2 separate regions of the Ovis aries genome follow, and region 2 is linked to region 1. Evidence: chromatin contacts called from public Hi-C data. All regions are on one chromosome and are shown on one strand. The core of a region is the stretch at or near the end of the contact, and the rest is flanking DNA. Distances in the headings are between cores, read along the strand shown. Region 1 holds the start of ZFTA (zinc finger translocation associated). Region 2 holds the start of MACROD1 (mono-ADP ribosylhydrolase 1).

Evidence for each region. Hi-C and Micro-C count contacts between places; a contact is called where the count stands out from the background.
Region 2: a Hi-C map of skin fibroblasts shows a contact between it and region 1, with 4 times the contacts expected there. The contact joins the promoter of MACROD1 here to the promoter of ZFTA in region 1. A contact is called at or near these places in 2 of 16 Hi-C or Micro-C datasets (skin fibroblasts and tail adipose tissue).

What each region holds. Positions count from the first base shown.
Region 1 is chr21:38,572,794-38,576,564 of ARS-UI_Ramb_v3.0, forward strand. ZFTA (zinc finger translocation associated) reads right to left here and starts at 1,759. Exons shown (of 6, transcript XR_006057539.1): 1 at 1,445-1,759.
Region 2 is chr21:38,929,985-38,933,558 of ARS-UI_Ramb_v3.0, forward strand. MACROD1 (mono-ADP ribosylhydrolase 1) reads right to left here and starts at 1,747. Exons shown (of 9, transcript XM_060404077.1): 1 at 1,332-1,747. The coding sequence starts at 1,629. It overlaps LOC105604106 (a long non-coding RNA gene), which reads left to right and starts at 1,878. Exons shown (of 2, transcript XR_006057543.2): 1 at 1,878-2,291.

The DNA of each region.
Region 1 (3,771 bases), core at 509-3,008:
GCAGGGAGTGGCCACCACCCACTGGAATCCATTAAGTCTTTCTGGGGATTTATTTTTCACTCTGGCCCGGAGCTGGCCACTGCCCAGCAATCAGCGGGCAGGCAGTGGAGAGGCCACCAACCCAGTGGTGTCCCCTTTTGCCAAACGGAGACCCTGAGCAGTCCCTCCCACTTTCCCTACAGTTTGGACCGTATTTCATTTAGAAAAGGGTCTCCTGGCCAAATAGGCTAAATAGACAGGTGTGGTCACCCTCCCAGTAGAGAATCTCACCGTATGGAAAACAAAAGCCAGGATCAGAGGGGGCTCCTGTCACCCTGTTTTTGTTTGGTTTTAAGTACATAGAAGAAAAAGAAAGCGCTAGTTTCAGAGTCAGAAACCTGGGTTTGACTCCGGGCTTCACTGGTAGCTTGCTCTGTGACCTTTGGTAGGTGATGTCCGCTCTCTGGGCCTGAGTGTCTTTGTCTGCCAAGGCACTGGATAGCTAGCGGGTCTCTCAGCATCCTTCCAGCGCCGGATCTGTTAGTCTAAGGTGGACTGGCCCTTTAAGAGCCGAAAAAAGGGGAGGAGCTGGGAGTCTTTAAAAACAAAAGGGGATGGGGAATTTCTAGGAGGGGAGCTCTGGCATTAGGGGTGAAGCTCCAGAGCCTGGACGAAAGCTTCAGGGCTCTTAAGCCGTTGACCCCGCATAGAGAAACAGCCTCCTTTGAGAGCAAACGGGGAGGACTGGCTGGTCCCGCTATAGCTGACAAATTGTGGCAAAATTTCTGAAAAGATGGGAGGGGTAACGCGCGGATACAAGGGAAGTGAATGCCACTGTGGGCGAGCCCATCTCTTTAAAAACTGCCCGCCCGTGGGGAAGGTACTGATAGGTCCCCAAGAGGCGCAACCCATGCTCTCTTCCAGGGAGAACATAGGGAAAAAAGAAAAAAGGTGCCCTTCTCTAGGCGAGGCCCCAGAGGAGAAGACAGCCCAACTTAGAGCAGCGGAGTCCCCAGCTCAGTTCTTCTGGAGGGAAGCCCCGGAAAGGGACCCAAGGTCTGGGCAGACTTTTTAAGAGACAGCCGGTTAAGGGAGACCACCTGGGAGTCTGAAAGAGAAAGGGACGGGGGACGCAAGTCCCAACAGCCTAGAGCGCGAGCCCCGCGGCGCCAGGCCAGGTCCTTTGGGGCCCCTCCAGCTCGGCCTCCGAGGCGGGGGCCGCGGGGCCCTTTAAGGGGGAGGGGATCCGCCCGAGCCCCGCAGGCCAACCCCGGGAGCTGGGCGGGGGGCTCCGCCGCTGGCGCTGCAGCCACAATCCGCGCCCGCCAGGTGGCGCCCCCGCCCGCCCTGCCCGCGTCCCCCGCTTTGTTCGGCGGCGAAGAGGGGCCCGGAGCCCGGAGCCGCAGCCCTCCCCTCCCCCACGCCGGGGCCCCCGCCCGAGCCGCCGGCCCCAGCCAGCTCTTACCGCCGTCGTCCTCCTCGGGTTCCGCGCTGCCGCTCGATCCGGCGGGCGGCAGCCATCGGCCCCGTGCCGAGGCCGCTGCTGGCCCGGGGCCGCCGCCGCCGCCGCCGCCGCTCCGGCTCCGGTGGTCCCCGCCAGGCTCCATGCGCTGCGCTGCGGCGCGGGGCCCCGGGGCGGCAGGGCGCGGGGCCGCGGGGCCGGCGGCGGCCGGCGCGCGGCGCTCGGTGCGCGGGGCCCCGGGGCGCGGGGCGCATGCACAGGGCGGCCGGCAGCACGGACGGCAGGCTGCTCGCTCGGCGGCGCGGGCTGGACCGGGGTGGGGATTCCTGTCTGGGGCCCCTGGGGCTCCTTTAAGGGCTCCTGGGTAAATTTAAAGGGGCCGCGCGCTATTTCCTCCTGCCAGCTCGCGGGGGGCTGGGGGGAGTGTCGGGAGGCTAAGAGCCCGACCGAGGCTCCGTATCCGGCGCTCGCCGCGGACGTTAGGAGCACGGACCTCGCCGTCCTCGCGGGCCCGCGCTGCCGCCTGCGGGGCTCGGGTCCCGGCTTCTGGAGGGTCACCGAGGTGGCCAGGGGCGCAGCGTCCGTTGCGACGCGCTTCCACCCAGGCTCGGCTCGCAGCCACTGCCCCCTCGGGGCATGTCAGCGGCCGGCTTCCCGCACCCGCGCTGGCAGAGGGGGTCGCCCGGTGGGGAGGCCCGGGCCCCTGCCAGGGGCTGCCTCCCGCGCGAGCTCGGCGCGGGCCCCACAGCGGACACGAATGGCAGGGGCCCCAGATGGCCGCGGCCCCGCGGAGAGGGTGGAGCCGCGGGGGCGGCCGCGCCCCCTCCCGGGGGAGCCGCCGGGGAGCGCTGAGAGCTCAGGCTTCAGCCCTGGAGGGCGGACGAGCCAAGCGCCCTCGGAGCTGGCCGGGGCGGGGACCGCGGCCTCGGAGATCGAGGCCGAAGAGAGGGGGCGCGCAGGAGAGCCGGCCGCGCCGAGGCCCGACGCCGCTGGGCGTTGGGGGCCCCAGGATGGAAGCCGGGAAGAGAGGGGTTGCGCCGCGGTCGTCTCTGGCTCCTACCCTCGCAGGCCTGGGGGTGGCAGACGCGGCCCTGGACCCTCTGGCCGGCACGAGGAGGCAAAGAACGCTGACCACGAGCGAGGTGTCGGCACCTGGGGACGCGCCCCACCACGGCTGGGAAGCGCTGGGGCTGACCCTGCGTGCGAGCCCCGGGATGCCTCGGAGCCCCCAGGTCCCAGGAAGCGGAGGAAAGGGGCCCTGAAAAGCAGCCAGGGGCTCGGCAGCCCGGGGTCCTTCCTCGAGGACCGGCTGGAGGAGCAGGTGCTTTCTTTGCCTGTGGTTGGTCGCCCACAACAAAGGCGATTCCTAGAGATCCAAATTACAGGGTGCGGGAGGCCGTGCAGGGTCTTATTATCTCGAGGTGGGTTCTATTCTCTTTTGGGGGGATGTGCCCAGCAATCCGTTAAAGTCACGCTTGACACACATTCCTTTGCTCACTCCACACCTACTGTGTGCCAGCGTGCCCCTAGGCGCTGGGCAGACAGCAGGGAGCAAGACCCACAAGTCTGATACTGACTTAGCACCCACGGCTTATGAAAAGAAAACAGTCCCCTTGAGGAGCCATGGGAAATTCTAAATTACTTTCAGCACTGGAAGCCCGTCTTCTGAATGTGAAGAAGGGCTGGGAACTAAAATTTCTGTAGTGTCTAAAAGGTGGCTGTCACGGCGGGAGACGTCCCATCTCTTCCTCAGTCCCCATGATGACCTGCGAGAGACAGGCTATTCTGTCCACTGCTGGCCTTCCTGCGCTCCCTGACTTACACGAGGGCAGGGGCCCTGATGCTAATGCAGTGCCAGATGGGGCCATGTGATGGGGGATTCCCTCATTCATGCGTTCTTTACCTCTGCCAGGCCAGGGACACAAAGGTGAAATAAGACATGGACCTGGCCTTCACCTTTTCCTAAGTATGGTTTTTATTTTATATTTTTTAAAAGGTAAATATTTTTATTTATTTGACTGTGCCAGGTCTTGGTTGCAGCATGTGGGATCTAGTTCCTCGACCAGGGATAGAACCCCCATCCGTTGCATTGGGAGCACAGAGTCTGAGCCACTGGACCAGGAGGGAAGTCCTCCAAGTATTTTTTTTTTTTTTTTAAATTAGGAAGATAACCCATGCTCAAGGCTGACCACTATGATACGCTTTTGGTAAATGTCCTGGTTCTTTTTCTCCGAGTATAAATAGGATAATCTTATTTGTTATCAACAAAAACGTATGGACACCACCTAGAGGCATTTTTAACAACCTCTGGCTCCTCTCCTTGCTCCCAT
Region 2 (3,574 bases), core at 497-2,996, 360 kb after region 1:
CCACCCTGAGATGCTGTTCTCTGACGAAGAAGGGAAATCAGGGCTCCCTGTGGGGACAGTCCCCGTGCCAGGGAGCCACTCCCCACCCTGACCCTGGATGTTCTGGGGCCAGGGCTTGAAGGGGTGACAAGCATTCCTTTTGCCCCGGGAGCAAAGTCAAGTGCTTCCGGCTGGTGCTTTAAGATCCCAGCGAAGGCATCACAACTCAACGACAAGAGTAGTTCATCTCGAACTCTACCTCCAATCCCAGAGGACGCCTCCTCTAACCCTCAACCGCGGCCCGCCCCAGGCCTGCCTCCCCAGCCCCATTGGCTGAACCCTCGCCACCGCAAGTCCCAGCCAATGAGCTGCCGTCCCTGCCCTTTTGAAAGGCGATCCAGCCGGGAATGGTCACAAGAGGCCAAGGAGCATGCCCTGAAGGGCAGGGGCAGCTGGACTGGCAGCCGGGGCTATTTCAGGCTCTGCAGGTCAGGTTGCCTGACTTCCCTCCTCTGTTCTGGCCCAGAGGCCAGCCCTGGGACTCATGCCCACCAGGACTCATGGCCCGCGCCGCCCCCCTCCCCGACCCCCCCGCGGCCCCAGCCGGAGGAAATGGCTTGATTCCTGGGTGTGGGGAGCAGGGGTGTCACTGTTCTCAGAGACACAACCTCCCCTCTCGGCCCTGCCCCGCCCCCCTCCTCCGCCCTGTGTCCCCCAGGAATGAGGCAGAGAGCTCACAAGTGTCCAGAGGCCAACGAGAAGGGCTAAAGGGCAACAGACCACGTGCCCAGAGAGGAAGGCCCCGGGGGGTATGGGGGGAGGTGTGACCGGCCTGCCCAGGGAGGCCCGTTCCTTGTGGCTATCTGATTCCACCAGGTGGGATGCCAGCCCCATAGCCCATTCCCTGCCACTCTAAAATGTCACCACTTGAGAAACCCCAGTATTGCGAAGCCGGGGGAGTTGAGAGCCTACTGTGAGATCTGAAGCAAATTCCAAGTGACCTTGGGCTACTCGGCGCAGGCGCCGGGCCTCAGTTTCCCTCATGCACAACAGATTTAGGTGCGAGGTCCCGGGTGCTCTCTGGGGGAGCCCCGCGACCCCTTTCAGTGGGGTGAGGCCACCCTCCTCACACTGCCTCCGACTGGGCCCTGGACCTGGTCCGGGGGAAGTAGTTTCCGGGGCTGGGCACATGTGGGGCGTGGCTGTTAATGGGGGGGGGGCGTCCATACCAGGCAAATGGGACCTTAACTTCCCCAGTTTTCTGGGGTGGACGAGGCGGCTAGCGGGGTGCTGTCCAGCCGGAGAGTGCCCACGAAGGGCCGCCCTCGCGCCCCCCTCCTGCTCACACTTACATTTTGCCTCCTTCCAGTCGGTGGAGGTGCTCAGGTCCACCTTCGCCGCCATGGCCAGGGGGGCCCAGGCGCGCACCCCGGCTCTCCGCCCCACCGCCGCCGCCCCCCAAGCCCCAACTCCCGCTGAGGTCCGCGCGCACGGGTGGTGCGCGCTCAGGGACGCCAGGGGACCGCACGCACTACTGCGGGTCCTCGTGGCACCCGGCGAGGGGCCGGGCCAGGGGCGCGGGGCGCCGAGCAGCTGCCCCGCCGCGCGCAGCTGTGCCAGGAGGCGGGACGCTCGGCTCTGCAGAAACATGAGCAGGCGGCGCGGGGCGGCTCCCCGCCCACTTCGACTCTCTTTACCGTGCTCAGGGAGTCTCTCCCTTATTTACTTGGGGACCAGGTGGCGCGTGCCAGCCCGAGGCGACCTGCTTGGGAGCCAGCGGGCCGCGCGGCCAGAAAACCCAGGCGCGCCGCTGGGCACCCTGGAACTTGTAGTCCCGGCCTCAGACAGGCCCCCGCACTCGTAAACACACGTGCGCGCCCCGCCCAGCCAGCCGAGTCGCACAGCCCTGGAGCCCGGCTCTCGGACGGTGGCGCTCCTGCCGTGCGCTTCCCGTCGGGGCTGGAAGTTGGCAACTTCCAACTTCCTGGTGGGAGACGCCCCTGGCCTCCGACCCTGTCTCCGTCTCCGCCCCTCCAGACGAGTGCACAGAGGAGAGTGTAACTCCTCACCGGTCACCCGGGCCCCACCCTACCCGCAGTCCCTGGGAGCCGCGCGTCCCCGCCGGCCGGGGCAGATGAGGCGAACGGGTAGGGCCGGTTGGGCGACTATTACCCAGGCCGCTGAGCCTCTGCCTCTTAGCCCCAGGGGCGGGCGGGGCCGCGACTGGAACCGAATCTAGAGTAACTCGGGAGGCAAGGATAGAAGTCCTGGAATTTGAAGACAGAAAATGAGAATTCCAAGCGGCGTTCTCGGTGTAAGAATTGGGGTGGTGTTTTTCTTTATATTTTTCCTATATTTTTTTACAAGGATTCTAAGGATGGAGTTGTTTTTTTAACATAAACATGTTAATATCTTTCTATAACATTTTATTATGTTATAAATATGATAGTTTTGGGGGAGGGGCGGGGTTTGGCTTGTTTTTGACCGGGGCTTGCAGGATCTTAGTTCCCAGACCAGGGATTGAATTCTGGGTTCACGGTAGTGAAAGCGCAGAGCCCTAACCACTGGACTTCCAGTTCAGTTCAGTTGCTCAGTCGTGTCCAACTCTTTGCCACCCCATGGACTGCAGCACACCAGGCTTCCCTGTCCTTCACCAACTCCTGGAAGCTTGCTCAAACTCATGTCTATCTAGTTGGTGATGCCATCCAACCATCTCATCCTCTGTCAGTCCCTTCTCCTGCCTTCAACCTTTCCAGACATCAGGGTCTTTTCCAGTGAGTCAGTTCTTCGCATCAAGTGGCCAAAGGATTGCACCTTCAGCTTCAGCATCAGTCCTTCCAATGAGTATTTAGTCCATCCTTTAGGATGGACTAGTTGAATCTCCTTGCAGTCCAAGGGACTCTCAAGAGTCTTCTCCAACACCACAGTTCAAAAGCATCAATTCTTAGGCACTCAGCTTTCTTTATAGTCCAACTCACACGTCCATATGTGACTACTGGAAAAACCATAGCTTTGAAGACGGATGTTTGTCGGCAAGGCAATGTCTCTGCTTTTTAATATGCTGTCTAGGTTTATCATAGCTTTTCCTCCAAGGAGCAAGCGTCTTTTAATTTCATGGCTGTAGTCACTATCTGCAGTGATTTTGGAGCCCAAGAAAATAAAGTCTGTCACTGTTTCCATTGTTTCCCCATCTATGTGCCTTGAAGTGATGGACTTCCATCAAGGCTGTGTATTGTCATCCTGCTTATTTAACTTATATGCAGAGTATTTCATGTGAAATGCTGGGCGGATGAAGCACAAGCTGGAATCAAGATTGCCAAGAGATATATCAATAACCTCACATACACAGATGACACCACCCTTATGGCAGAAAGCGAAAAAGAATTAAAGAGCCTCTTGATGAAAGTGAAAGAGGAGAATGAAAAAGTTGGCTTAAAATTCAACATTCAGAAAATGAAGATCATGGCATCTTGTCCCATCATTTCATGGCACATAGATGGGAAAACAATGGAAATAGTGACAAACTTTATTTTCTTGGGCTCCAAAATCACTGCAGATCGTGACTGCAACCATGAAATTAACAGGCACTTGCTCC